Linked DNA regions of Mus musculus: regions 1, 2, 3, 4, 6 and 7 are each linked to region 5. Evidence: chromatin contacts called from public Hi-C, HiChIP or PLAC-seq and promoter capture Hi-C data. All regions are on one chromosome and are shown on one strand. The core of a region is the stretch at or near the end of the contact, and the rest is flanking DNA. Distances in the headings are between cores, read along the strand shown. Region 1 overlaps Epb41l2 (erythrocyte membrane protein band 4.1 like 2). Region 2 holds the start of Smlr1 (small leucine-rich protein 1). Region 3 overlaps Gm29571 (predicted gene 29571). Region 4 overlaps Epb41l2 (erythrocyte membrane protein band 4.1 like 2). Region 5 holds the start of Med23 (mediator complex subunit 23). Region 6 overlaps Epb41l2 (erythrocyte membrane protein band 4.1 like 2). Region 7 has its middle 33 kb from the start of Gm36543.

Evidence for each region. Promoter capture Hi-C pulls out the DNA fragments that hold promoters and counts their contacts. HiChIP or PLAC-seq counts read pairs in DNA pulled down with a chosen protein or histone mark. Hi-C and Micro-C count contacts between places; a contact is called where the count stands out from the background.
Region 1: a contact with region 5 is called in a promoter capture Hi-C map of embryonic stem cells, with 2.2 times the contacts expected there. The contact joins the enhancer-like site here to the promoter of Med23 in region 5. A contact is called at or near these places in 5 of 39 promoter capture datasets (embryonic stem cells, hippocampal neurons, liver and 2 more), 4 of 115 datasets of contacts at active chromatin or transcription factors (bone marrow-derived macrophages, epiblast stem cells, microglia and 1 more) and 3 of 9 other capture datasets (adipose tissue, liver and pancreatic islet).
Region 2: a promoter capture Hi-C map of liver shows a contact between it and region 5, with 6 times the contacts expected there. The contact joins the promoter of Smlr1 here to the promoter of Med23 in region 5. A contact is called at or near these places in 3 of 39 promoter capture datasets (liver and stem cell-derived epiblast-like cells), 1 of 115 datasets of contacts at active chromatin or transcription factors (bone marrow-derived macrophages) and 2 of 9 other capture datasets (adipose tissue and liver).
Region 3: a contact with region 5 is called in an H3K27ac HiChIP or PLAC-seq map of embryonic stem cells, with 8 times the contacts expected there. The contact joins the enhancer-like site here to the promoter of Med23 in region 5. A contact is called at or near these places in 3 of 39 promoter capture datasets (liver and pre-B cells) and 1 of 115 datasets of contacts at active chromatin or transcription factors (embryonic stem cells).
Region 4: a contact with region 5 is called in an H3K4me3 HiChIP or PLAC-seq map of the SCID.adh cell line, with 7 times the contacts expected there. The contact joins the enhancer-like site here to the promoter of Med23 in region 5. A contact is called at or near these places in 5 of 39 promoter capture datasets (cranial neural crest, fetal liver, hippocampal neurons and 2 more), 2 of 115 datasets of contacts at active chromatin or transcription factors (the SCID.adh cell line and pancreatic cancer cells) and 1 of 9 other capture datasets (pancreatic islet).
Region 6: a CTCF HiChIP or PLAC-seq map of the NIH/3T3 cell line shows a contact between it and region 5, with 5 read pairs. The contact joins the enhancer-like site here to the promoter of Med23 in region 5. A contact is called at or near these places in 3 of 39 promoter capture datasets (hippocampal neurons and liver), 1 of 15 datasets of contacts at CTCF or cohesin (the NIH/3T3 cell line), 1 of 484 Hi-C or Micro-C datasets (adipose-derived mesenchymal stem cells), 3 of 115 datasets of contacts at active chromatin or transcription factors (astrocytes, microglia and pancreatic cancer cells) and 3 of 9 other capture datasets (liver, macrophages and pancreatic islet).
Region 7: a Hi-C map of the N1E-115 cell line shows a contact between it and region 5, with 4 times the contacts expected there. The contact joins the enhancer-like site here to the promoter of Med23 in region 5. A contact is called at or near these places in 3 of 39 promoter capture datasets (the HPC-7 cell line, hippocampal neurons and pre-B cells), 1 of 484 Hi-C or Micro-C datasets (the N1E-115 cell line), 1 of 115 datasets of contacts at active chromatin or transcription factors (large pre-B cells) and 1 of 9 other capture datasets (adipose tissue).

What each region holds. Positions count from the first base shown.
Region 1 is chr10:25,423,741-25,427,560 of GRCm38.p6, reverse strand. All of the region lies in intron 1 of Epb41l2 (erythrocyte membrane protein band 4.1 like 2), which reads right to left. Among named protein-coding and RNA genes, the nearest start is that of Epb41l2, 66 kb to the right of the region's middle. Within about 2 kb of position 1,315, at least 128 of the 459 cell types and tissues checked have an H3K27ac peak or open chromatin away from gene starts, as enhancers often do. A contact at or near this core is called in adipose tissue, bone marrow-derived macrophages, embryonic stem cells and 3 more, where this site is marked.
Region 2 is chr10:25,534,437-25,537,902 of GRCm38.p6, reverse strand. Smlr1 (small leucine-rich protein 1) reads left to right here and starts at 1,631. Exons shown (of 2, transcript NM_001195596.1): 1 at 1,631-1,942. The coding sequence starts at 1,816. It overlaps Gm29571 (predicted gene 29571), which reads right to left and starts at 1,517. Exons shown (of 4, transcript NR_136909.1): 1 at 1,234-1,517; 2 at 503-630.
Region 3 is chr10:25,631,281-25,634,791 of GRCm38.p6, reverse strand. The region is part of intron 3 of Gm29571 (predicted gene 29571); the gene reads right to left. Among named protein-coding and RNA genes, the nearest start is that of Gm36908, 11 kb to the right of the region's middle. Within about 2 kb of position 2,216, at least 8 of the 459 cell types and tissues checked have an H3K27ac peak or open chromatin away from gene starts, as enhancers often do. A contact at or near this core is called in embryonic stem cells, where this site is marked.
Region 4 is chr10:25,380,852-25,384,306 of GRCm38.p6, reverse strand. All of the region lies in intron 1 of Epb41l2 (erythrocyte membrane protein band 4.1 like 2), which reads right to left. Among named protein-coding and RNA genes, the nearest start is that of Epb41l2, 23 kb to the right of the region's middle. Within about 2 kb of position 2,121, at least 51 of the 459 cell types and tissues checked have an H3K27ac peak or open chromatin away from gene starts, as enhancers often do. A contact at or near this core is called in pancreatic cancer cells, where this site is marked.
Region 5 is chr10:24,868,599-24,871,884 of GRCm38.p6, reverse strand. It overlaps Med23 (mediator complex subunit 23), which reads right to left and starts at 1,899. Exons shown (of 30, transcript NM_001166416.1): 1 at 1,739-1,899; 2 at 1,400-1,431; 3 at 1,134-1,221. The coding sequence starts at 1,786.
Region 6 is chr10:25,398,482-25,401,902 of GRCm38.p6, reverse strand. The region is part of intron 1 of Epb41l2 (erythrocyte membrane protein band 4.1 like 2); the gene reads right to left. Among named protein-coding and RNA genes, the nearest start is that of Epb41l2, 40 kb to the right of the region's middle. Within about 2 kb of position 1,597, at least 14 of the 459 cell types and tissues checked have an H3K27ac peak or open chromatin away from gene starts, as enhancers often do. A contact at or near this core is called in the NIH/3T3 cell line, where this site is marked.
Region 7 is chr10:25,679,834-25,683,298 of GRCm38.p6, reverse strand. No RefSeq gene overlaps it. Among named protein-coding and RNA genes, the nearest start is that of Gm36543, 33 kb to the left of the region's middle. Within about 2 kb of position 1,853, at least 7 of the 459 cell types and tissues checked have an H3K27ac peak or open chromatin away from gene starts, as enhancers often do. A contact at or near this core is called in the N1E-115 cell line, where this site is marked.

The sequences.
Region 1 (3,820 bases), core at 66-2,565, 560 kb before region 5:
TCTGAGAACAAGTGATACAATGAAAGGAAGCTGATAACACGATTGCCCCAACGATTCCGGAGGATTCCTGATGGGGCAACTGAAGTACAAAGAGGTGGGGTGCGGAACTGTTTAGTGAGCAAACAGACATGACTGATAGGAAGCTAGGTGGTGGAGGAAAGGAGAACAGAATTCCTTAAAGTCAAAAGACAAAGAGGAATACAACTGGCCTAAAGAACCTTCCAAAGAGACCAGGAATAAGAACAAAGGAATCAAAGCTACTTGGATGGTACTTGACTGAGGTGTCTATACAACACTAGACTGAAGAATGAAAGGCTGGGTAGTGACAGAATGACAGAGGCTCGAACTGCTAGGTCAGGTAGTGTCAGAGGGGATAGAGCCCTGGGGCAAAGGGAGTAAGGAAGACATTCCCAATGAATTTTCAAGGAACTTCAAGAAACAGTGTGAGATGACAAGAAGGGAGCCAGCCGTTGAATGTGAATGCCGGGAGGCATCCAGACACACACAGGAAGGCAGCTGTAGGGACTCACAAAGATTAAGGGGTGCTAAGAGAGTGTGGTGCAGGAGGGAGAGGCAAGCAGGCCACAGAAGCTCTGCCTGGCTGGCACTGGGAAGGCAGGAAGCAGTAACTACCACACCTCACAGAGGGCAGGATGACACATGCTCCACGTATGTAACCTAAGGCACCAATATCTTAGAAGAGAGGGGAAATCGCTTCTAATGAGGGGCACCACACACACACACACACACACACACAATCCATGTAAACAAACAGGAAGCACACAAGAACCCTTGGGCTAAACAATTTCAAAGAGAAGCGATTGTTCCCTTCTGCTTTTTAACTTCTCGGTGTTTGGAATTTCCTGTATAATCTTTCATCTTCTGATATATAAACTTGATCTGTAAAGCAGAACTTAGTAAACTACCACGAGGAACACAACCCAATGAGTGTCAGTGTACCTATAGGATGTATGAAGGCAGAGAACTGAAAAACTCACCACTAAAGCGGAAGAGCTTAAGGAAGGGTGGTCAGTTCTCATCAGAGTGTTTACCAAGGGCCCAACTACATTTATTTTACAAGATAGAAAAACTACAACTGTGATTCCTACTCTGAAACTGTGAGGCCTGAGTCTAATAAAAGCTCAGTTCAGAGAATAACCAGTGAAGACCACCAGCACCAACAGGACCCCTAAGAGCATGTGAGGTTATGAGACAGTGCTCCTTTTATAGAGTTGAACCCTGTCCAGGGTGGGCTTTAAGATGTTCTGACGGTGCACACAAACACTATCTGGAGGGGAACCAAAACAGCACAGCTGCAAGCCATCTTCCCCTGCTGTTGGAAGCCACTTGATCACAGCCCCTCCCTTTCAGAGAGAGTCTATAAAAGCCAGAAGCAGGACTAGTTTCCCCTACAAACTGCTTAGTGGAACTGCACTCTCCTGATCCAAACTTTAAAACTAATATACATAATAGTTGCTTTAATTTAGAATGGAAAACATAAAAACTTGAGAAAAATCCCCATTTGAACCAAAACTTAAGTAGATAAACATACATCTGCAAGTTACAGCCTGCCACCATCATCTCAAACAGGAAATTTGGATCTACAGTGGCAGAAATTTCTTTTTCAAACTTCTGAGTAGTAGTAGTAGTAAAAAAAAAAAAAAAAAAAAAAATTAAATAATTTGTATTCATATTAAGAATATTTATTTGAACTTCATATTTATGGCATGTGGCTATTTCATGACAGCTAAAACTAAGAAAAAGCTATCTTAAAACCACTGAAGTAATACCAAGGCATACTCTGGCAGCTCAATGGGCACCTCCTGACACTGTCACTCCCAAGGCAACAACAGACTCTCCTATTCAAATACATCATCTGCAGACCAGAGAAAAATCAACACCTACTTCTCAACAACCAAAAAAAAATAAATAAAAATGAAAACACAAAGAAATAGGCCTCCCCAAATTTCACTACACAACTTTCTTTTTTTTTTTTTTTTTTTTTTACATTTATGTAATTCTTTTTTTTTTTTTTTATATTTATTTTTTATTCGATATTTTCTTTTTTTTTTCCATTTTTTATTAGGTATTTAGCTCATTTACATTTCCAATGCTATACCAAAAGTCCCCCTTACCCACCCACCCCCACTCCCCTACCCACCCACTCCCCCCCTTTGGCCCTGGCGTTCCCCTGTACCGGGGCACACAAAGTCTGCGTGTCCAATGGGCCTCTCTTTCCAGTGATGGCCGACTAGGCCATCTTTTGATACATATGCAGCTAGAGTCAAGAGCTCAGGGGTACTGGTTAGTTCATAATGTTGTTCCACCTATAGGGTTGAAGATCCCTTTAGCTCCTTGGGTACTTTCTCTAGCTCCTCCATTGGGAGCCCTGTGATCCATCCATTAGCTGACTGTGAGCATCCACTTCTGTGTTTGCTAGGCCCCGGCATAGTCTCACAAGAGACAGCTACATCTGGGTCCTTTCGATAAAATCTTGCTAGTATATGCAATGGTGTCAGCGTTTGGATGCTGATTATGGGGTGGATCCCTGGATATGGCAGTCTCTACATGGTCCATCCTTTCATCTCAGCTCCAAACTTTGTTTCTGTAACTCCTTCCATGGGTGTTTTGTTCCCACTTCTAAGGAGGGGCATAGTGTCCACACTTCAGTCTTCATTTTTCTTGAGTTTCATGTGTTTAGGAAATTGTATCTTATATCGTGGGTATCCTAGGTTTTGGGCTAGTATCCACTTATCAGTGAGTACATATTGTGTGAGTTCCTTTGTGATTGTGTTACCTCACTCAGGATGATGCTCTCCAGGTCCATCCATTTGGCTAGGAATTTCATAAATTCATTCTTTTTAATAGCTGAGTAGTACTCCATTGTGTAGATGTACCACATTTTCTGTATCCATTCCTCTGTTGAGGGGCATCTGGGTTCTTTCCAGTTTCTGGCTATTATAAATAAGGCTGCTATGAACATAGTGGAGCATGTGTCCTTCTTACCAGTTGGGGCTTCTTCTGGATATATGCCCAGGAGAGGTATTGCTGGATCCTCCGGTAGTACTATGTCCAATTTTCTGAGGAACCGCCAGACTGATTTCCAGAGTGGTTGTACAAGCCTGCAATCCCACCAACAATGGAGGAGTGTTCCTCTTTCTCCACATCCTCGCCAGCATCTGCTGTCACCTGAATTTTTGATCTTAGCCATTCTCACTGGTGTGAGGTGGAATCTCAGGGTTGTTTTGATTTGCATTTCCCTGATGATTAAGGATGTTGAACATTTTTTCAGGTGCTTCTCTGCCATTCGGTATTCCTCAGGTGAGAATTCTTTGTTCAGTTCTGAGCCCCATTTTTTAAGGGGGTTATTTGATTTTCTGAGGTCCACCTTCTTGAGTTCTTTATATATGTTGGATATTAGTCCCCTATCTGATTTAGGATAGGTAAAGATCCTTTCCCAGTCTGTTGGTGGTCTTTTTGTCTTATAGACAGTGTCTTTTGCCTTGCAGAAACTTTGGAGTTTCATTAGGTCCCATTTGTCAATTCTCGATCTTACAGCACAAGCCATTGCTGTTCTGTTCAGGAATTTTTCCCCTGTGCCCATATCTTCAAGGCTTTTCCCCACTTTCTCCTCTATAAGTTTCAGTGTCTCTGGTTTTATGTGAAGTTCCTTGATCCACTTAGATTTGACCTTAGTACAAGGAGATAAGTATGGATCGATTCGCATTCTTCTACATGATAACAACCAGTTGTGCCAGCACCAATTGTTGAAAATGCTGTCTTTCTTCCACTGGATGGTTTTGGCTCCCTTGTCGAAGAT
Region 2 (3,466 bases), core at 382-2,881, 670 kb before region 5:
AGCTGACTGCTTCAGCTATTCAGGCTCCAGACACTGAGAACTTTTTGTGAACAGCCCAGACCTCTCATTGGAACGAGTCAGCGCCGCCCCAGAGCTTTGCTTCTATGTGAATCTGGGGCTAAGCGCTGTTATTCACATTGCCTCTTCTCCACACTCAACGAAGCCTAGGCATTCAGGTAAGCCTTGCCGAGTGGGTGGATACAGAACATCCATCCTAGCAGCTGGCTAACATCAAACCTGTTTGCCTCCAGTTAATGAAGGTTCTCTGAAGATTGACACTTTACAAATCAGCATTCTAGCCCAGCTGAATAAGCACCAAATAACCATCTCAACAGAGAGCATGCACAAACCACAGCAGCAGCAGCCCTCTGTGGAGAGAGGAAGAGAAGGAAATACATTCAATGAATGCAGGCTCAATACTGGTGTTCTAACACTCTCCTTCCAACTTTGTTACTTACTCAGGGATGCCAGGCAAGCCCCCCCCCGGCCCCTTTACCCTTACCAGTTGAATTGTTTAGTGAAGGTGAGAGCCTGTCCGCATGGCCACACACAGTCCCAGGTAGAAGAATGTAGATGGTACTGAAGGCAGTCCTTTAAAGTGGACTCTGTCAGCTTCCCACCAGCAGCAGCCTATGGGGTGGGACAGAGAGGGGACACAAGTCGGAAGTGAAGCCCTGAATGTGGTTACCAATCTCCTGCAAACTTTCCCTCGGTCTTGAGGCTGGAGAGATGGCTCAGTAGTTAAGAACACTGGCTGCTCTTCCAGAGGACCCAGGTTCAATTCCCAGCACCCACATGGCAGCTCACGAGTGCAGGTAACTCCAGTTGCAGGGGTCTGTCTGGCACCCTCAAACAGATATATTGTGCAGTCAAGACACTAATGTACATAAAATAAAAATGAAATTTAAAAAGAAAAAGCCCAAACTTTTCCAAAGTCTCTAAAGATCCTTTGAGTTAGGAAATGAGTCTTTTAGTCAACCTTAGTAGTCTAGTAGCTTTGGAAGTTTTCCCCTAAATTGGTACAAGGCAGCTCACTGGTAGTCAATAGATGATCATGAACCTTGGCATTTGCCAGTTTATTGCCGTCTCTTATCCTGGAAGTCTGGAGTTGTCATAACAGCCTGCATTTTGGGCCAAGGCAAATGAGTAGACAGCGGAGAGGAAAGTGAGCTGCAGCAGTTAGGAAAGGGCAGGGCCCTGCCGTTGTCTGGACCCCCCCCCCCCCCCACTCACCTGCGGCTATCATCTACGTCTCTGCTGCGTATATCTGACTTCCAGACTGAAGGTCAGGCTCTAGTAGAATTAAGTGATTGTCAAATCCATCAATGTGCCCTCCAGAGAGGCACTCAGAGCAGAACCAACCAGGCAGTTTTCACATGTGGCAAGCGTGTTTTTCCTTCTCAGTATCTGTCACATCAACTATGGGCATTACCATGACAATTCCGACATTTTCAGCTCTGAAATGTAGGAAGAGGGGTAAATGTTCTCCCTGGGCCTGGGTTTCTGTGAAAACACATAGAGAGAAGGGCATTTGTTTGAAGTCAGATATTTAACCCCAGCCTACCAGGACCATCCCACTTCCTGTCAGACAAAGACGCATCTCCAGGACAGCTTGGGAGGTTTACTCTTCGGTTCTTCTACAACTGTAGCTGAGTTACAGAGTAACTTGCCAACAGCGCTCCAGTATTCACTCCACTAATAAGCCAGAGCAAAGTCCACAACAGGTTTCATGGAAAAGCATGAGCAAAGGCCAGAACTTCGGGAAAGGACAACCACAGAGCAGAGCCAAGTCGCCTGTCCCGAGCAGTGGGGACCATGAGCTCCGTGCTGGCAATCTTCTTGCAGGAACTCCCCGGCCCTGTCCTGGTCCTGGGGATCTTCCTGCCTGTGACCTTGCTGCTTCTCCTCCTTCTTGCCTACTTCAGGATCAAACTGATGGCAGGTAAGTGTGAGACCCCACGAGGAAGGGTTTGGTTCATCCTTGAAACACACCCAAGCCGGCAGGTGCTCTGGGAAGCTGGGGAGATGTACCTGTTTGATTGACAGATTTCTTCCCCCACCCTCCAGCCCTTTCTTGATGAACGGGGCAAAGTTTGATACTTTCAACTCTGTAAGTTATGAGGTACGTAGGGTTTGTCCACTTGCTATAGGGCGTCCTTCACTGTGGTTCCCCGTAGACAGTCAACTGTGAATCACCGAATTGGACATAGGGTTGCTTGTTTATTTCTCAAGGCATCAGACTCTATGCTGTCCACGGTCTGCCTCCCCCACGTAACAGATGTGTGTGTATATGTCATAGTCCTCACAAGGACTACTGTCAGTCACACGTGCACTGGGCTCCCACTGACACTGAGTGCCGCTGAGAGACTTAAGGGATTTGAATGGCCCAGGTGGGAACTAGTCCATCGTACTACCCCCACATCTTATCTCTGCTGCTTCCTTCTCAAGATAAACCTTCAGAACCTCGAAAATGATTCAAGCGTGAAGTGAGGCATACAGCAGGTCAAGATGGACTCATAGTACACACACACACACAGGTTTTCATGACTCTGCACACATGTATACACCCATGATCATGTACATGTGCGTATGCCTTCTTCAGCCTCTGAACTTCTGCTTAAGAAATGTTCTAAGCATTGTGCTATCGGCGTTTAGCCAACGCAAAACATTGGATCTGGACTGCAGCAGAGATTTTCCATAAGATGGGTAGATTTAAAAAACAAACAAACCAACCAACCGGAAACCACGGGATACATTCAGAAGCTTTAGGTGATCTGCTGTGGGCGTTTTGTTCCTGGACTGAGATTGTTTGCTCTGGAGCCGAGCTGTGTTTTGAGAGGGTGCATGTTCATTTGGTTTTTCAGTAAGTTCTAGATGCCATAAAGGTTAATGCTTATTTTAGGCACGTCACTAAAGTCAACCCGCTTCTTAATTTGGACGGTTTCATATTAAACTACTGAAAAAAACAAGTTTGAAAGCTGGTATGGTTGTACACAGCTGTGATTCTAGCACCCAGGGGGCTGAGACAGGAGACTTGCTTAAATTTGAGTTGAGCCTGGACTATAACATGAGTCTCTGTCTTAAAACGATTGTAAAGTCTCTGCTCAGTCTACAAAAACTCGCCAAGATCAAGCAAAGCATTCCTGTGTGCTCTTAAGTAATTACTAATATCAGGCCCCAGCAGCCGAACAACTAGGGGCGCTCATGTGTACAGTGAGACTTAGAACACAGGGAACCCCGAGATGGCAGACTGCATTACAAAATGCTGCTTCCCTTCAGGGCCTCCAGGAGAACTCTGGAGCCCAGCTGTTCTCAACCTCACTAAAGCTGCAGCCCTTTAACACAGTTCTTCATGTTGCCATGACCCCCAACCATACAATTATTTTTGTTGCTATTTCATGACTATAAATTTGCTAGTTATGAATCATCTGTGTTTTCTGATGGTCCTTGGTGACCCTTGTGAAGG
Region 3 (3,511 bases), core at 967-3,466, 760 kb before region 5:
TAAACTCAGTTTCGTAAGAGCATCCTGCACAAGACCTATGCAAGCTCCAACCTGATAAAATGTACTCACGGAAGGAGAGGTATGCACTAAGCTCCACGTTTAGCTGAGGACCCATTGTTAACTGACAGCTGCCAGGAGAGGGAGAGTCCATTCCTTTAAGGGTATGCCATGTAAAGAACACCCAGGAGGGAGGCCACACACCCAAGAGTACATAGGCAATACCAATTGGATTCCATGGTTTGTTTTCTTTTCTTCTCTGAATGAGGACACCAAGCTTAGGAAATGGAAATGAGGTGCATCCAGAAGGAGCTGGAGGAAAGAGTGAGTGTGACCAAAATTTTAAAAATCATCTTTGCAAACAGTCAAATAATAATAAACAGTAGTCTATGTATTGTCAAGAATCTCCATGAGCTGGGGACAAATCTTCATGGCGTTAGATGTTTTGGTTGTGTGTCTTCTGCTTCTGGGTTTTCCCTACACAGAAAGGATGTTTTGAAGATCCCAACCGACATGCCGGGGTTCAGCTAAAGTCCTCTGTGGCACCCTAGTTTGAAGTGCCGCCTGATAGGAGGAATCCCAGCTCATTGGTGGCAGCTTGGCACACTCACAAAAGCGACTACAAAGTAACTAAGCTGGAAGTGTCTTCTCTCCTGTTCAATCGTCTCTCCTTCCCTACACATCGGCAGCAGCTCCTGGCAAGAAAGTGAAAACCATTCTCACTGCCAAATGACCTAGAAACATCTTCTGTTTCTTTAAAATCCATCTTTCCTTCCCTGGTTCTGCAAAGTAAGTGTATCACCAGTCCCAAGCTCCGACAACTACCTCAATAACACTCTGGCTTCAAAATGCATACATCTACACACAACGAAGGGTTATAATATGCAGATGCCGACGTTTTAATAGAGGTGATTGCTCCATGAGACTCTGGGTTCCTTTTATCTTCTCACTGAGTTACTTCTTTAATTAGAAAATGGTGGTTTACAGATATTTAGATGGTTTCATATGGAAAAGGATGACAACTATTTCAGAATATGTAGCAAAAATACATAAATCCCAGTAAACACACACAAACATGCTAATGATGACTGCCATGAAGTGATGTTACGGGGAGTCTCTCCCTTTTGTGTCCTTAAAACTTCCTATAATGATAAGCAAATATTTTTATAGAAAATACCATTCTTACAGAACCCAAGGGCACAAAGTAACTTTGAGGATCATAGCCTCACCCGTGGCATAAAATATTTATTGTGTTTTACCACTATACCATGTTTAGAATTTAATAGACTATAAGACTCTACAGAACAAGCCACCTGGTGCTCAAGTAGATATAATAAAACACCCAGAAGTGGTGAGGTAAAATACCAGAGCTGTTTTATCAGGCTGCACGCGCCATGAGAGAGCAAGGCCTGCTTTAATTACCAGTCATTTAAATTTCTGATAGATATTATGGTGAATTTTAAATCTTGTTAATTTACTTTGGCAGCTTGACAACAGGCTCATTTCCAATCCTTTGAGGGAATTGCAAATTTCCCCTGCTTCAATCTGGAGTGAGACAGCATTATTCATCCAAGTGTGTGATGGAATGCCGGGGCTGAACATTAGTCAGGACACAATTGAATGAGTGAGAGACCTAACTTAGGATTTTTATGTTTGAAACCAATAAAGCAATCAAAAAGATCAGCTCTAAACATAAAGTTTTAAGCATGGCCCCAAATCAATATTTATAACCTTTTGGATATAAATAGTAATAATAGAAAGAAATGTAATATAACTGTATGATAAATACTAAGCTGTAATGGACCCTTCCAAAAATCTCTCCCAAATTCCTTAACTAATGTGAGTACCTTCACCATTCCTTTAAAGCTAAGCCTCTTCAATTTTGTGTTTGTTTGTTTGGTTGGTTGGTTCTTTAGAGAAGGAATCAAGTAGCCCAAACCAGCTAGTCTAAAACTCTTTGTTTTTTCTTTTTTGGGTTTTTTGGTTTTGTTTTGTTTTGTTTTTGTTTTTCGAGACAGGGTTTCTCTGTATAGCCCTGGCTGTCCTGGAACTCACTTTGTAGACCAGGCTGGCCTCGATCTCAGAAATCCGCTTGCCTCTGCCTCCCAACGCCTGGCGTCTCAAACTCTTTGTATAAGATCTGAAAGAGTAACCTCAGCTTCCTATTCTCCTATCCAGTACTGGGATAACAGGCCTGCGCCACCACACCTAGGTTGTGCTGTGCTGGAATCGACCCTGGAGTTTCAGGCTGGGCAAGCATTCTACCAACTGAGCCATATCCCACACCCTTCCGTGGTTTTATCATGGAAACTCGATGAAGACTAGAAGCTCCTTTATTTTGCCTCCACCTACTCTCCCAGTTCAAAGCCAGAAACATCTGGAATCTGCTGAACTCTACCTCCCTGGAGAGGACCCAGATGGGGCTCAGGCAAAGTCAAAGAGACTACACATGGTGAAATGTATTCAAAGATGTGTCTGCAGGTGCTTTGAGACTCATAGTGAAGATTTTTAGTTTGTAGGAGAGATTACAAACTTCCAGAATATGGGATCTTCACTCAGGCTAAGGTCATGATGGCTCCTTTGAATATTCATCAAACATGCATATTTATCTCCTGGAAAAGAAACACCCAGATGCAAAAGACATGATAACCCTTTTCTTGTACAAAATGCAAATCAATCTTTTCCGTGCTTATGGTGTGCACAGGTACCCATCTGTTTTGGTACCATGTGGCGTCCTTAACAGCCAATGAGCATAACTTCAAAGGATGATAAAAGTGGTACAGGGTGATCATGTTTCCATTTCAGGTTTTTTTGGAACATAAAATGAAACAAGTCAAACAAAGAACAGTAGGTGAATAAACTTGATACCAAAATGCCCCCTGGTATAAGGATCTTGCTCTCTGATGGAGTGTGTTCCACTGTGTCACCAGCCCTTCTTGTTTTTAGGCTCATCTTGATGACATTAAGTGTCTATATACACTCTGCATTATTCAAAACTGACAACCTGGAAAAGCTGACAACACACAGGAAGAAACAGGCAGAGTGGCTCATCACATTCATTCATTTCCTTTTCTGACCCTCTGGTCTCAGAGGGCTCTCAGCTAACAAACAACCAAAGCAGAAGAGTGCTCTGGCTCTATCTCCAAATAAATAAATCAAAGCACAAATACAGATGTAAATAAACCACACACTCTCCATGCTGGAGCATCGATCTTCTTGCACTATTAACTTGAAACAGGTAAAGTTTAGATGTGGTGTGCCAGCTTTGGAATTTCTGAGAGATTTAAGGATAGATTCTACTGGTTTAGGTGGACTACTGGTTTATTTAGGAGATTTCAGTTCCTGAGTTAACATAACTAGTTACCCCACTATAGCCTGTCTGGATTCTTCTTTTATTTGGGGTTTGGGCTTTTGGTTTTTATGCAGTGAAAGTGCTAGTTAGCATCAAGTTAAGGCTCTCCTTTCCCTGTCGGGAACTCTCTAGTCTTTGCCGTAAGGCCTCTTCAATCCCAAT
Region 4 (3,455 bases), core at 872-3,371, 510 kb before region 5:
AGACTCTATTCAATTACTGAGCAGTCCTGTACAAACTCATACATTTCAACTCCAAATATGACCTGTTTACGCCAACCAGAGGAAACAGAGCTGCCCGCAGAGACTCTCAGCAGTTAATTAATAATTAATTAATTATTAATCAATCCAGCATGACGAGGTGACCGTGCAGGCAGAGCGCTGAGCTAGCTTTAGGATGAGTTAGAGGCAGAGGTTAGCATGCAAAGCCCTCCTAGCTTCCTCTGAGGACAGGCTTGTGACTCTGAAGGATGCTGGGACTCTCATGGCTCCAAACTGAATCAGTGGCCTGGGAAGAACAAATTATGACATCTAGCTCAAAAAACCAATAAACAAACTCTTCATGACTAAATAGTAAAACAACATTGTAAGCATTAAAGGACCACAAACCATACAACAAGAAGTCCAGGACTTTCACCCAGTTCCTAAGTGCTGATAAGTTGGTATCAGTGTTGTGGCTAACCCTGGGGCTAATTATATTTGATGTTAATTCCGTTCTCCTGTGAGTGGTTGTGAACAAGGAATGAGTCAGCACTCAGGTGATTTCCTCTAAACCTGCTTCCCACCTTAGTTTGTAAAATAAAGGAGAGCTGATGATTGGGCAGATAAAAGGGAAGGTGGAGAGGATGCAGAGGAGGAGGAAGAAGAAGAAAAGCAGAGCAGAAGCACATGGCCTGGAGAAACCGCAAGTTCTAAGGGGTCTCAGAGATGTGGAAGATGGTAGTGTAGCTACCCAATCTGCCCGATCTAGGCGCACAGCATGTAATCATATGAACTGGGTTGGGTTTTCATTGCCGGGCATATTTGGGAGATTTACCGCAACATCACAGTGTAAGCACTCAGCTTCACACTTCTTTACATCACAGACTGTTTTGTGTGAAAGCTAATGGGGATTTGATGGTATTCTAAATTAAAAAAAAAGAAAAGAGCCAGTGTAAAAGGACTCAGAAAGGGGAAGGAAGGAACAAGATTAGGTATGGGGAGAGACAAGAAAGAAACCCAGGGGGCCAGGAGAATGAATCAAAATATACAGCGGTGGGGACTGGGAGTGGGGGTGGGGAACCTCTAGAGTGTCCCAGAGTCCTTGGATGTAGACTACCAGGACTCAATGGAGATGACATTAGCCAAAATGCCCAACAGTGGGGAGATGGAAGAGACCACCTCCAGTAGATAGACATGACCCCCTGTTGAGGCAGGGGAACACCCTCCCATTTTCAATTTTTTTGACCCAGATTTGTTCCAGCCTAAATGAAACTCAGGAATAAAAATGGAGCAGAGACTGAAAGAAAAGCCACCCAGTGACCCCCCAGGCAGGTATGCAGCAGAGGATTGCCTTGTCTGGCCTCGGTAGGAGAGGATGAGTTTAATCCTGTAGAGACTTGATGCTCCAGGGAAGGGGGATCCTGGTGGGCAGTGGGGGAGCACCCTCTGGGGGGGAGGGTTGAAAAACACGGGGAGGGGACCAAGAAGAGGGGCAACGTCTAGAATGTAAATAAAATTAAATTTAAAAAAGAAAAAAATAAAAGGACTTAGGAAACCTGGACATCATACAAAAACAATGACTGGCCAATCACAGTGTAATCCAGCAAACAGCAAGACCCTGATTCAGAAGGTTAAAAAAAATGTCTGCGTAACTGCTTGAAATCCACAGAATATATAAACATTCTTAAATCGGCCGGATGTGGTGGTGCACGCCTTTAATCCCAACACTCGGGAGGCAGAGGCAGGCGGATTTCTGAGTTTGAGGTCAGCCTGGTCTACAGAGTGAGTTCCAGGACAGCCAGGGCTACACAGAGAAACCCTATCTCAAAAACCAAAAAAAAAAAAAAAAAAAAGCACCCCCCCCCCCAAAAAAAAAATCTTAAATCAGTGACAATACTCAAGAAGGAAGCAGACTGCTTCTGGTTAGCTTTCCACTGCTGTGACAATACCTGAGACAAACTAACTTGTAAGGATGAAAGCTTAATTTTGGCACACAGGTTCAATCAAAGGTTTCGGTCCACAGTGAGTCTGCGCCACCATTCCTACGCCCACAATAGAGCTCATGGTAGTTGACAGAGTGAAGTCCAGCAAGGCTGCTTACCCCAGGCAGCCAGGGGCACAGAGGAGGCCGAGATTCCCAGCATGCCTGCAAGAGTAACCCCTCCCAGGACGCAACTTGCTTCCGCAGGTCCCACAGCCTGACCACTCCCCCCTCCTCCCACAGGCCGCAGGCTGTAGAAATCGCTTGAACATCTGGCAACATTTAAAGCCCAAAACTTTTTCTATTAGTACAGAAAAAAAGAAACGGGTCTAACTATTAAGCCCCCTTCCGAAATGCAATAAAGCAAAAAAAATTAAAACATTTACCCAGTGTTTCCTATTTTAAAACTATTTTATGGTAAACAACGAGCCCGCATTGATAAAGGAAAGCCACTTAGCAAAGAGAGTTAGAGCTGTTTAACTAAGGTGGCTGGAAAGTTGGCTCAGCTGAACAGCACTTGCTGCTCTTGCTTAGGACTGGGGTTCAGTTCCCAGCACCAAAATAGGAGTTCACAACTCCTGTCACCCAAGTTCCAGGGGACCCGACAGCTCCTGGCTTCCCAGGATACATACACATGGTGGGTGCACTATACACACACAGTCAAAACACTCACACATAAAAATAAATCTTTTTTTTTAAAGCATCAAATACCATTTTAGAATATACAGTTTCAGTGCAGTTAAGATCGGCACATCACAAAAAAAATTGTAATACTGAACTATATGCTGTAAAAAGATCAAGATAAAAAGTTTGTATATTTTGACTCCAATTCTTTAAAAATCCTTTTTATAACTTTTGCTAATTCCAGGAAGATAACTGGTAAAAACCACCAATGGATACTATATTAGGTAGAAGTTGGATGAAGAACTAGACGTATATGTATTGCCAAAATTTCACTCCTCCTAGATGATATAAAAGGGGAAATCATGATTTCACAATCGAAAAATCATCACCTTCATTACTACTGACTTGTATGGTTCCTGCGATGATGCAATGGGTCTGGCTGTTAAACACTCTACTAAAATGTTTACTCTGGTTTGAATTCTTCAGACAGACTTTTACTTTGACAGAAATAAGGGATACAGAAAGATGAGCTAAATACACCACAGAAACAGTAAAACCCAGTCAGAGAAAGGAAAGGTCTTAGAAGACATGAGGTGGCATCATGTCTTTTTAACAAGTCGCCATTATGAAAACATAATGAAATGAGAATTTCAAAATAAAAGACACCAAGTAGCAAAGGCATGGGTAAGTGAGGAAAGGTTCCTTTGCAAGACCAGTTAAATAAGCACACTGTAGAAGATACCGTGGGAATGACTGCAGATAATACACCAAAAACAAGATAATGTTCGAGAGTTCTGCCAATTAACAGTTATAAAAATAGCAGTGCTCTGATTAAATGTTGAATTCCCTTTTT
Region 5 (3,286 bases), core at 650-3,149:
AGGACACATAACAATATGCTACACCGCTATAAGAAGTAAGAAAGAAACTGTAACTCAAAAAATTCCTTGAAATACCTTTAGAACTTATTATTAATGGTGAGAAGTACAGAGCTAACTGCTGACCAATACCTATGGTATATGGTGATTCTATAAAAATAATTCTGAGCCGGGCGGTGGTGGCGCACGCCTTTAATCCCAGCACTTGGGAGGCAGAGGCAGGTGGATTTCTGAGTTCGAGGCCAGCGTGGTCTCGAACTCAAAAAGCAGAAAATAATAATAGTAATAATAATTGTGAGCCTGAGGATGTAGTTCAGAGACGACTGTGTGCCTAGCATGTGGACACATGTTCACATGTTCGGAGACCAGTGTGTGAGGCCCTGTGTTCACCCCCCACACCCCAGCACTGTTTAAAGAGAAAAGAACGAAGATGGCTTTATAATCCTAGAACTCAGGACACAGAGAGACAGTCTTATAGCTAAACAGTTCTGGGAACACAAACTAGGATGCTGGCTTCAGACAGGAAGGGCAGGTGGCTGAGCTAGATCAGGAAGACGGCCAGCGTGTGGAGCTTGGTCACGCTTGCCTTATATATTTCAGGTTCACGTCAAAGCATGACCTGTTGAAAATAGAAAGTTTAAAACATGAACATATTGCCTTTAGGATCCATAACTGGGTGGCAAATTTTATACTAGCTCACAGGCACAGAAAGCCCAGCGGCTCACTTCTCTGTCTACAGTGCATCATGAGAAATACTACTCTAGTGGGGACTCTATCACAGTGTCTTTATGAGGACATATTTATAAATACTGGGCCATTTTTTGAATAGTGACATTTTTCTTTTACGAGAAAAGTTTAGCATATCTGTTTCCATTCAAAGCCAATTTATACAAAGAGGATAAAAACTACCTTACATAATATAACATAGAAGGAAATTTTTAAAACATTTCCCACTGCAATCTTATTACCTTGAACTTTTAACACAGGTTCTCCAGTAAGTACATTTACATAAAATGACAGCAGTCTTATTTTTCCCTTTCCTAAACGATCTTAAGAAAAAGATCAAAGAAGATGTAAAAAGTAAAAAGGAAGGCGTCAAACGTCATTAAGTGGATGTTCAACATGAAATGTCTCACCTGAGAAAGTCCACTCCAAAACTGCCGGAAGGCCGCCAAGCAGCTAATTAGTTTTGTTTTTTCATCCTCGGGGGTATCCATAAACATTCTGAAAAAACAAAAATCACATTATCTGCTGCTAGTTTTAAACAGGTACACATCCTGCAAGGTAGATTTTTTTTAACTCCTCAAAACCAACTTAAGTGGAATCTAACAAAGATAAATCTACAAACAACAATTAAAAAAACACACACACACACACAAAGATCTGCCTGCCACATACTCACCCTGGGAAGGCCTCTTCTATAATTTCTGTTTTCTGCAAACAAACAAAAACTAGTAAACGATCTGACTACTAAAAGGGGGCGGGGTGGGAGATGTCCCCGAGAGAAATATTCCCGGGCAATACAGATAGAGCACGACACTTTTATGGGGACCGCGGCGGGAACTAACAGCACTTTCTTAGATCTGGCAGCAGTCCGGGGATGGGGGGACCGCCACCCCGGTTCAGACGCCTATGTCAACATAGGGGCGGGAAAGGAGCTGGCCCAGGCCCGCAGCCTGGAGCCGCACGCAGCCTGCACTTCCCGGAGCCATGGCTCTGGCTTACGGACAGTGGCACTCACCACCACCTCCTCGAAAATGCTCTGCAGTTGCGTCTCCATCGGTACCATCGAGCCCCGGGCTCCCGGGGAACCCGGCGACAGACGGGTGAGAGCCAGGGTCGGGAAAGAATGGAGCGGAGGGGCGGAGCCACCAGCAGGAAGCCGCCGCTCTCTCTTGCTCTGTTACTTCCTTCGGTGCCAGGCGAATGAGCCCGCCCGGTGCTTACCCGTTACCAGCCCCTCTGAAATCTGTATCTCAGCCTGTTGGTTCCGCTCGTAGAGGTGACCCCGTAAGCTGACAGCGCTGCTTGATCCCGGGCAAGGCCACCCTCTCCTGGCTGGAGCCGGAACTGCGACCTGTTTGGAGTTTCATTTGCAGATCCGAATCACAAGGGCTGTGGCCAGAACCAAGTGGGTGACTGTCAAGAGCTGACCTCGTGAAGCAGTTGATACCACGTTATTCTTGCCCAATAGGACCCATGTCTTCACTATGGTACCCTCAGTTGCTAGCACAGTGATGGGCGTGTCGTCATCGTTTATTGAATGTTGAAAAAAAAAAAAAGAATAAACCCTTTATTGTTAATTCGCAAATAAGTGGCGGTACTAAGTACATCATTTTAAAACAATTTTCCCATCATCCTGGTAAATTTCTGAAAACTTTTTTTTTTATTGTCTTAGTATGAAGAAATTTTTGTCTATCCAAAGGCTATTCGTCAATGTTTTCTTCCAGAAACTTTGTTCTAGCTTTGGTATTTAAGTCCATATTTTTTTAATTGGTTTTCATGACTGGAGATAAGTTCTCACAGGACTTTTCCCTCTTTGGGGAGATGTAAATAAATGTTTATAAACCCTAAATAGAGGACATTGACAGATTAAAGAAAGGATCTTGCCGGGCGGTGATGGTGCACGCCTTTAATCCCAGCACTTGGGAGGCAGAGGCAGGTGGATTTCTGAGTTCAAGGCCAGCCTGGTCTACAAAGTGAGTTCCAGGACAGCCAAGGCTACACAGAGTAACCCTGCCTCAAAAAAAAAAAAATCTCATTCAAATCCAGCTTGGTAAAACAATGAGCTTATTATAGTTTCTTATAGAAGCACGTGACTCGGGTACCCTCATTACTAGGAACTCCTACCTCAAGCATAGATGACTTACAAAAAGGCATACCAGTGTAGTACCCTCCCAATAAAATATTTAAATTTAACACAATGTTGGAGAATTAGAGGGGCTTCTGGGGAATCGTGTAAGGACCATCTTGAGTTTCCATGGCGTCTTCATTTTATTTTATAGTTTTGAGACAGGGTATTTTGTATCCCAAGTTGACCATGAACTTACTATGTAGCAGAGTGACCTTGAATATTTGATCCTTCTATTTCTCATGGCGAGAGATGGGACGCCCCTGAGACTATCTGCCAGGAAGAAGTGTTGGGTTAGGTTTCAGATTGGACCTGGGGTTAGGGTTAGGTGTGCTAGGGTTTGGGTTAGGATTGAACTCAGGGCTTCCTGCTTGCTAGACAAACAGTTTACCAGTAAAGACACATTCCCACTCCCATCTCTCATGTGGGTTTCAGGCA
Region 6 (3,421 bases), core at 348-2,847, 530 kb before region 5:
ATTTGGAATGAGAAAAGGGAAGGGAGAAAATATGTACTCATATAATCTCAAAAGTAAAATATAAAATTCACAATCACCTATACACTGCTCCTTTCATCTTAAATGTAACAAAAATCATAAATGTTATACTGCAACACCACGAGGTGACAATAAAACACACAAAAACATCCATTTCTACTAACATATGATAGAGTTATCAGGTGAAGGCAGGAAACAGAACCCTCAAAGGGTCAACTTCTGTTATTTAGCTTGGAGCGGGGGAGCAGATGGATAGACAGCCTCTTCCTCCACGTCCACAGTAACTGGACCATCTTGCTATTAGAAAGCTTCATGAGTCAGAGTCTCTAAAGAACCTGGTACACAGCCTGTGGCCTCTGCTTGCTTGAACTGGACTGTTCAACCTCCCCAGTTTTAACATCCTGCTATGAGGACCAGCACTGCTCTGACAGGATGTAGCCTCTCTGCTCTGTCTACCAATGGATCTGCCTTCCAGTGGGACTGAAAACCACTGTGCTAGATGAGGAGCAAAACCTGCTTAACACAAATACAATTATTAAAATCAACATTGCTGAGTATCACAAAACATTAAGAGAGAGGTTTTGCCCTAATCTGCTTCTTCCGTGCATTAGTGAAAAGCTTAGGTGCCCGCAACAAAAGCCAAAAGTCAGGCAGGGAGCACAGCAGCATCTGGAGCCCTCCTCCTCACCAGGGAAGCTTACTGTATGACTGGATGCTTATGTGTGGCAAAAGCTAACTTAAGTCAGAGTTCGGCGAGACACGAACCCAACCAATACTACCTTCACTCCACATGTCCAAGCACATTCCACAAGAATAATCCCTCAAGACTTTTATTCTAAAGGCTAAGGATCTGGAATAGTAACTTCCTAAAAAAGTTAGAACCATGCAGATGGGCTCCACATCCCAGCTCCGAGAGCTGTTCGGTACAAGACACCCTACCCTCTCTAACCTGCTTCTCTTGTCAGGAGCCATTCAGGTGACATCGCCCGTGTACGGATATCAGCATCGTGCTTGATACTGTCAGCACAGGCAGGTGGCAAGTTCCAGTAGTTACAGAACTGTCTACGTGTGAATCTAATACCAAATGAAATGCAACATGTGAGCTTGTGGAAGGGGGGGCTTTCTAGTTAGCTTCCCGGGAAGACACCCCCTCTGCCTGTAAAATGCATGTTTACCTTCATATAAGGTAAAGGGAAAATGGGTTATCTCGATCAATATCAGAGTATAAGCAAAGCAGAAATATTACTTCTAACAGTGCACCGCTGTCCAACTTCTGCTAAAGCAACTATCTCTCCAGATTTCTGTCCAAAACCAACCAAGGCATCATTTCTAGTAATTGAGACTTAAAATTCACTTTTATAAACTAAATTGTCACAAAGGTTTAGTGACCATGGGACGGACTCTCTCTCACCCACAGCCTGTCTGTAGTGACCACGGAAAGGACTCTCTCTCTCACCCATAGCCCGTCTGCAGCGTCTCCCCTGCCTCACACTATTTTCTAACCACGAGCTACTACAAATTGTTCAGACCTTTTGGCAGCAGCTCAGGAAACTGCCCTTTTCACCCGTTCCCTCACAAAAACTGCAGTCTCCCTCCATACAAACCCTTCTCCCGAGGGTACTATGCTGTGTAAAGGCAAATGTACGCAACTCTCCATTGAGCAATAGGCCCCAAATATTTTGCATTTTTGTGAAGAAAACTGAAAGCAAGTCACCAAAGACATATGGACAAAGCTTTACTGAATCAGCTCACAAAGGTGAGCATCTGAAGTGGATGGGGCATTTGGAATCGCAGCTGTTTGTATTTTATACAAATCACCAAGGTATGACAGGCAGTGTGCGAAGCCACTTCCTGCACTTAATTACCCTTAGGTTCCCCACTGTTCCCAACCTGTCATATTTTATATTATTTGAATAAGTGGAGTAAGGGGTTTGCTTGTCTTAAGTCAAGCAACTCACTCACTTTAATTGTGATTTTAATCTCAGTTTTGCTACAATCTGACACATCAAGTAAAGGCATTTGGGCAAGTCACAGAATGGAACTGACAGTCCCTGTCAGCTCTTTATCCAAGGATACAAACAACTTGGAGATTTCTCCAGTTATTTAAGAAGAGGTGAAAGCAGGTGTTAAATTACCCAAAAACTATAAAATATTTAATTTCTAAAAATAAAGCCAACATTGCCTCCTTAATATAAAATTAAAGACAAACTTTTGAAAACCAGCAATTCCTTTGTTCCTCATTTGGCTTAAAATTTCACACACTGATCATTTATTAAAAATAAAAAGAAGCCAAAGTAATAAAAAGGTGGTAAAAAAATAAAGCTCAATAGTGCCTTGTACTGGGGGGGGGGGGGGGGGACCGAGAGCCAAAATCCTAGCTGTGAACAAAATTCATGATTCTTAAAGAAAGACAAGTATCTGGCAGTGTCTTTCAAGCGACATTTTCTGTGTCCAAAGATGACTTAAAACTGAAAACAAGTTCCAATAATAACACAATGTACACACGTACACACACACACACACACACACACACATGAACTAGCTCTGTCCCTCTTAGTAGTAACTGATTTGACTCTGCGAGACCCACTGTACCTTTTACGACTGACTCTGGCCTCACTACGTAGTCAATGATGACCTTAACACCTGATCCTCCTGCCTCCACCTTCCAAGCACTGGGCTCCAAGACTAGCTTTCCACACCCAGTTTTAAGAAGTACTGGAGACAGCAGCCACAGTTTCAAGGATAGGAGGCAAGCATTCTACCAACTGAGCTACATCCCTTGTCCAAGACATGATATCAAAAGACTACTGTCAGTCAGAGTTTGAATGGGGACTGAATAGAAATTAGGCTGACATTCAAAACTCCTGTGCAGAACTTTCAATCATTTAAAACACACACACACACAGCAATACAGATGATATAAGAAAAAGATCTAGAAGCAGACCAAGGCACTCCAACTAGAAACTCCAAGGAAAATAGACAGCAAGCAAGTGAAAAAGGCTTAAAGGCTTACCTGGTATTTTAAATACTTTTTCTAAGTTTAAAGATAAAGTTCACAGTGGAGCAAAGGCTAGTAATCAACACGTTTGAATCCACTACTTGCTTTCACTGTTATTAATACTAATGATGGTAATGGACTATCATCTCCATGAACAATGCAGTCCAGGTAACTTTACTGTCAGTAGCTTATCGGGGTCTTCAAAGGACATCTATGTCCTTGTTATCTACAAGAAAGCTTATGTGGAAAGGACGAGTCTCCCTGCACTGGAGTTGCTCAGCCTGCTCTAAACAGGAGCCGGTCGACACCAACATAATTAAAGATAATCACTAAAGAAGCTCAGCATGCCTTTCTCCGCTGGCTGCCCATGTTCTCACACATCTACTTCCAAGGAGGGGACCAGCT
Region 7 (3,465 bases), core at 604-3,103, 810 kb before region 5:
ATAACCCAAACCCCACATGTTGGCCAGTAGTTACTACTCTCTCACTGACCAGAGAATCCCAGCAACCAAATTACAGAGCTGCATGAAGTCGGTGTCAACTTATTTTTATCCTTGCAACAAGCCTGCCAACCTCCCAGTTCCTGCTGCCATTCATCCAGCTCTTACCTTGCTTTTCCAGCATAGACACTTATTAGGCAGAGAGGCAAAACTCTCCTGTCAAGAGAAAAGGACCTATAAACCATTCTCCAGCAAAGGGAACATGGTCTTTGAGGTTGTCATAGCACTGGGATCCCAGGTTGATTAGGTCCCTCTCAGGACTCTCTGTGCATGCCTCAGTGATAATAGCACAAATTTGTTAACTAGCTAAGAAGGCTCCACTTGTGGTTGGCAGCATCCAAAATAGAGTCCCATGATTCCCACTAGCACATCCCTTGTAACCAACAAATAACAGGAACAGCAAAGTAAAAAAGAGACACTAAAGCCATGTTGAGCAATTCATGTGTAGAGATATGTGCATGTGTACTGGGTGTCTCTCTCTATCACTACCCACCTAAGACTTTGAGAAAGGGCATCTCACCTCTTTTATAGGGCTCAGCTTGGAGAGTTAGCCACTCGTCCCTCAGGCTGTAATAGAGGGGGAAGGTCAGGCCAAGGGTCAAGTTCCTTTTCTAACAGTAAAGTGAAGAACACAACTGCCTCGTGAAACTGAGAATATTGCTGGAGATTGCTGCCCAGGGACTTCAGGCTAAAGCAGGAATTATCTGGCACTGCTAGACTCCAAAAGCATTAGCCTGGCACTGTTGGAGTCCCTGACCAAATGTGCCTGTGAATCTTTAAGAACAAGCTTCAACTTGAAATTTTGAAACAAGGAAAATTATGTGAGTGTCATTTTTTCCCATGTTAAAAGTACAGCAGCAAATGTTCTTTCTGATATTGGGGGTGGGGGTGGGGATGTTTAAAAGGCTTTTTCTTTTAAAAACCTTTCTTTTCAAGGAGTTAAAATTATTGAAGAGCTGGCTGGGCAGATGACTCAAATGGATAATGAGGATCCGAGTTCAGATCCTCAGAACCTATACAAAAGCCAGGCACCACAGCACACATGTATAATCCTAATGTTAGTCAGGCAAAGACAGAGGCAGCCCTGGGGCTTGGACCGCCAATCTAAACAAAAGAAGAAGCCACAGGATCAGCGAGAAGTCTTAAAAAAAAAAAAAAAAAAAGATGAGAAGCAACAGAGGAAGGCACTCACCAGCCATCAAGTTGGGTCGGAACCACATGCATACTTATCTGCATGCACAAATGTACATGCACACACACCATACGTACAAATGTCATGGAAGTAAACTTCCTTCCTATAAAGAATCATTTGGACACAAACCAAGTGCAGAGATGAAATCTCTGCCTTTGGAGACTGATGGTGGGTTCAAATCCCGGCTCTATCACTCTCGAGTCAGCTTCTCCATGTAAATTGACAGTGACGGATACTGTTCTAACTACAGTGTGGTAAGGATTTGAAAAATGAAAACTCACAAAAAAATGAACAATAGAAATATTTATATGCTAAACCGTGTGATGCATGTATCCAGGGCTCTGTAAACATCAGACATCACTTTTCAGTCTAGTTCCCCAAGGAACATACTTGAAAGCCATGGCAGTTGAGTTTAAATAGGTCAAGGATAAAAGAACTGAGAGACTTTTCCAGTTTACACTCACTCCTTGGACTACTGACCATCTTCATTTTAAATAAAAAGGGAAAAGAAGAAGAAGTACACAGTCGCAATACACCTTTATCAAAAGCGTGTCTGTTTATCTTTCTATTGCTCTTTGTAAGGGTTAAGGTTACTTTTTGGCGCCACCAAGTGGCCACACTTAACGGCACAGTGACACTTCCCCAGGTTTTGTTTTAACTGAAAGGATCTAGGAAGCCTTTTTAATAGACCTTTTCATACCCCTGAAAATGAGGGGAAGCACTCTGGGTTGAGCAAAACAGCGAACATTACCAGTGACTCTGTAGAAAACTGGCAAGAAGAAAGCTCTCCGTGAGGAAAAGCAAGGATGCAATGTGTACTTTTTTTTTTCCTGTTGCTTTGCTATGCTTTGCTTTGCCTTTTTTCCCCGTCTTGTGAGTCTTTTGCCTGCTTGTCTTGATTTTTGTTTCTCAGTCACTTGTTTGTTGTTGGTTTGTTCTTGTTTCTTGTGTGGTTTGGAGACAAAGAGAGAACACATTTACATGAAGTTGCATGGATGGTGGAAATTACCTGGGAGTAGTTGGAGGCGGGGAAATATGATCAAAGTACACTATTTGGAACATTTTTTAATTAAAAAATTAGAAACTTAAGGAAAATAGAAATATCAGCGAGGCCTCTGGACAGGAAGTGATCAGGGCCCAGAGCTGCCCTTGCTTCAGTGTGTGCGAAGCCCTTCACTCATTTCTAAGTTTTAAGAAATGTCAGTCAGCATGGTGACATGCTGCTATATCTATAGATCAGTGATGCACTCGACCCACATCGGAGAAGCTTCTGGGAGTAGATGGGAAGCAACACAGAGATCCATAGTAGGACAACGTGCTGACAGGCATCTTCATCAAATCTCTCTGCTCAGGTTCAGGGAGCTCTGGTGGAGAGGAAGAGGAAAGCCAGAGGTGATGGGGAATACCGAGGAGACAATGTCTTCCAACCACCACAGGACTGGTGCACATACGGACTCACGGAGACTGTGAAGCATGCAGCCGGCCTGCACAAGTCCATGCCAGTATGGGTCCCAGGGCTATAGGGGAGAAGTTGACAGAGAAGTCCCACACATAACAGGAAGTCATCTCCAATAGATCCATTTTTCCGATGGAATTTCACTTGGCTTATGAACCACACTCCAGGACAGGCCCCGGAAATGGTTGGCCAACATAAAACAAATTCAATGTGTACTTTTTTTTTTTCCTGTTGCTTTGCTTTGCTTTGCTTTGCCTTTTTTCCCCGTCTTGTGAGTCTTTTGCCTGCTTGTCTTGATTTTTGTTTCTCAGTCACTTGTTTGTTGTTGGTTTGTTCTTGTTTCTTGTGTGGTTTGGAGACAAAGAGAGAACACATTTACATGAAGTTGCATGGATGGTGGAAATTACCTGGGAGTAGTTGGAGGCGGGGAAATATGATCAAAGTACACTATTTGGAACATTTTTTAATTAAAAAATTAGAAACTTAAGGAAAATAGAAATATCAGCGAGGCCTCTGGACAGGAAGTGATCAGGGTCCTTCGGAGACTGGTGGTGGGTTGAAATCCAGAGCGTGCTTTCTGTAAGCAACTCTGTGCCTTTACACCCATACAGTCAGAAAAGCAAAGAAGAGAAACCTTCACCCCGTTTTATGAGCACTGACTGGAGGGCTGGAGCAATCTATTCACCCATCTTCTACTTCCCACTGAAGCCTCTGAAAAGTCATCTATAAAACAATAATCTTCTTAAGGCTTTTGTGTGTG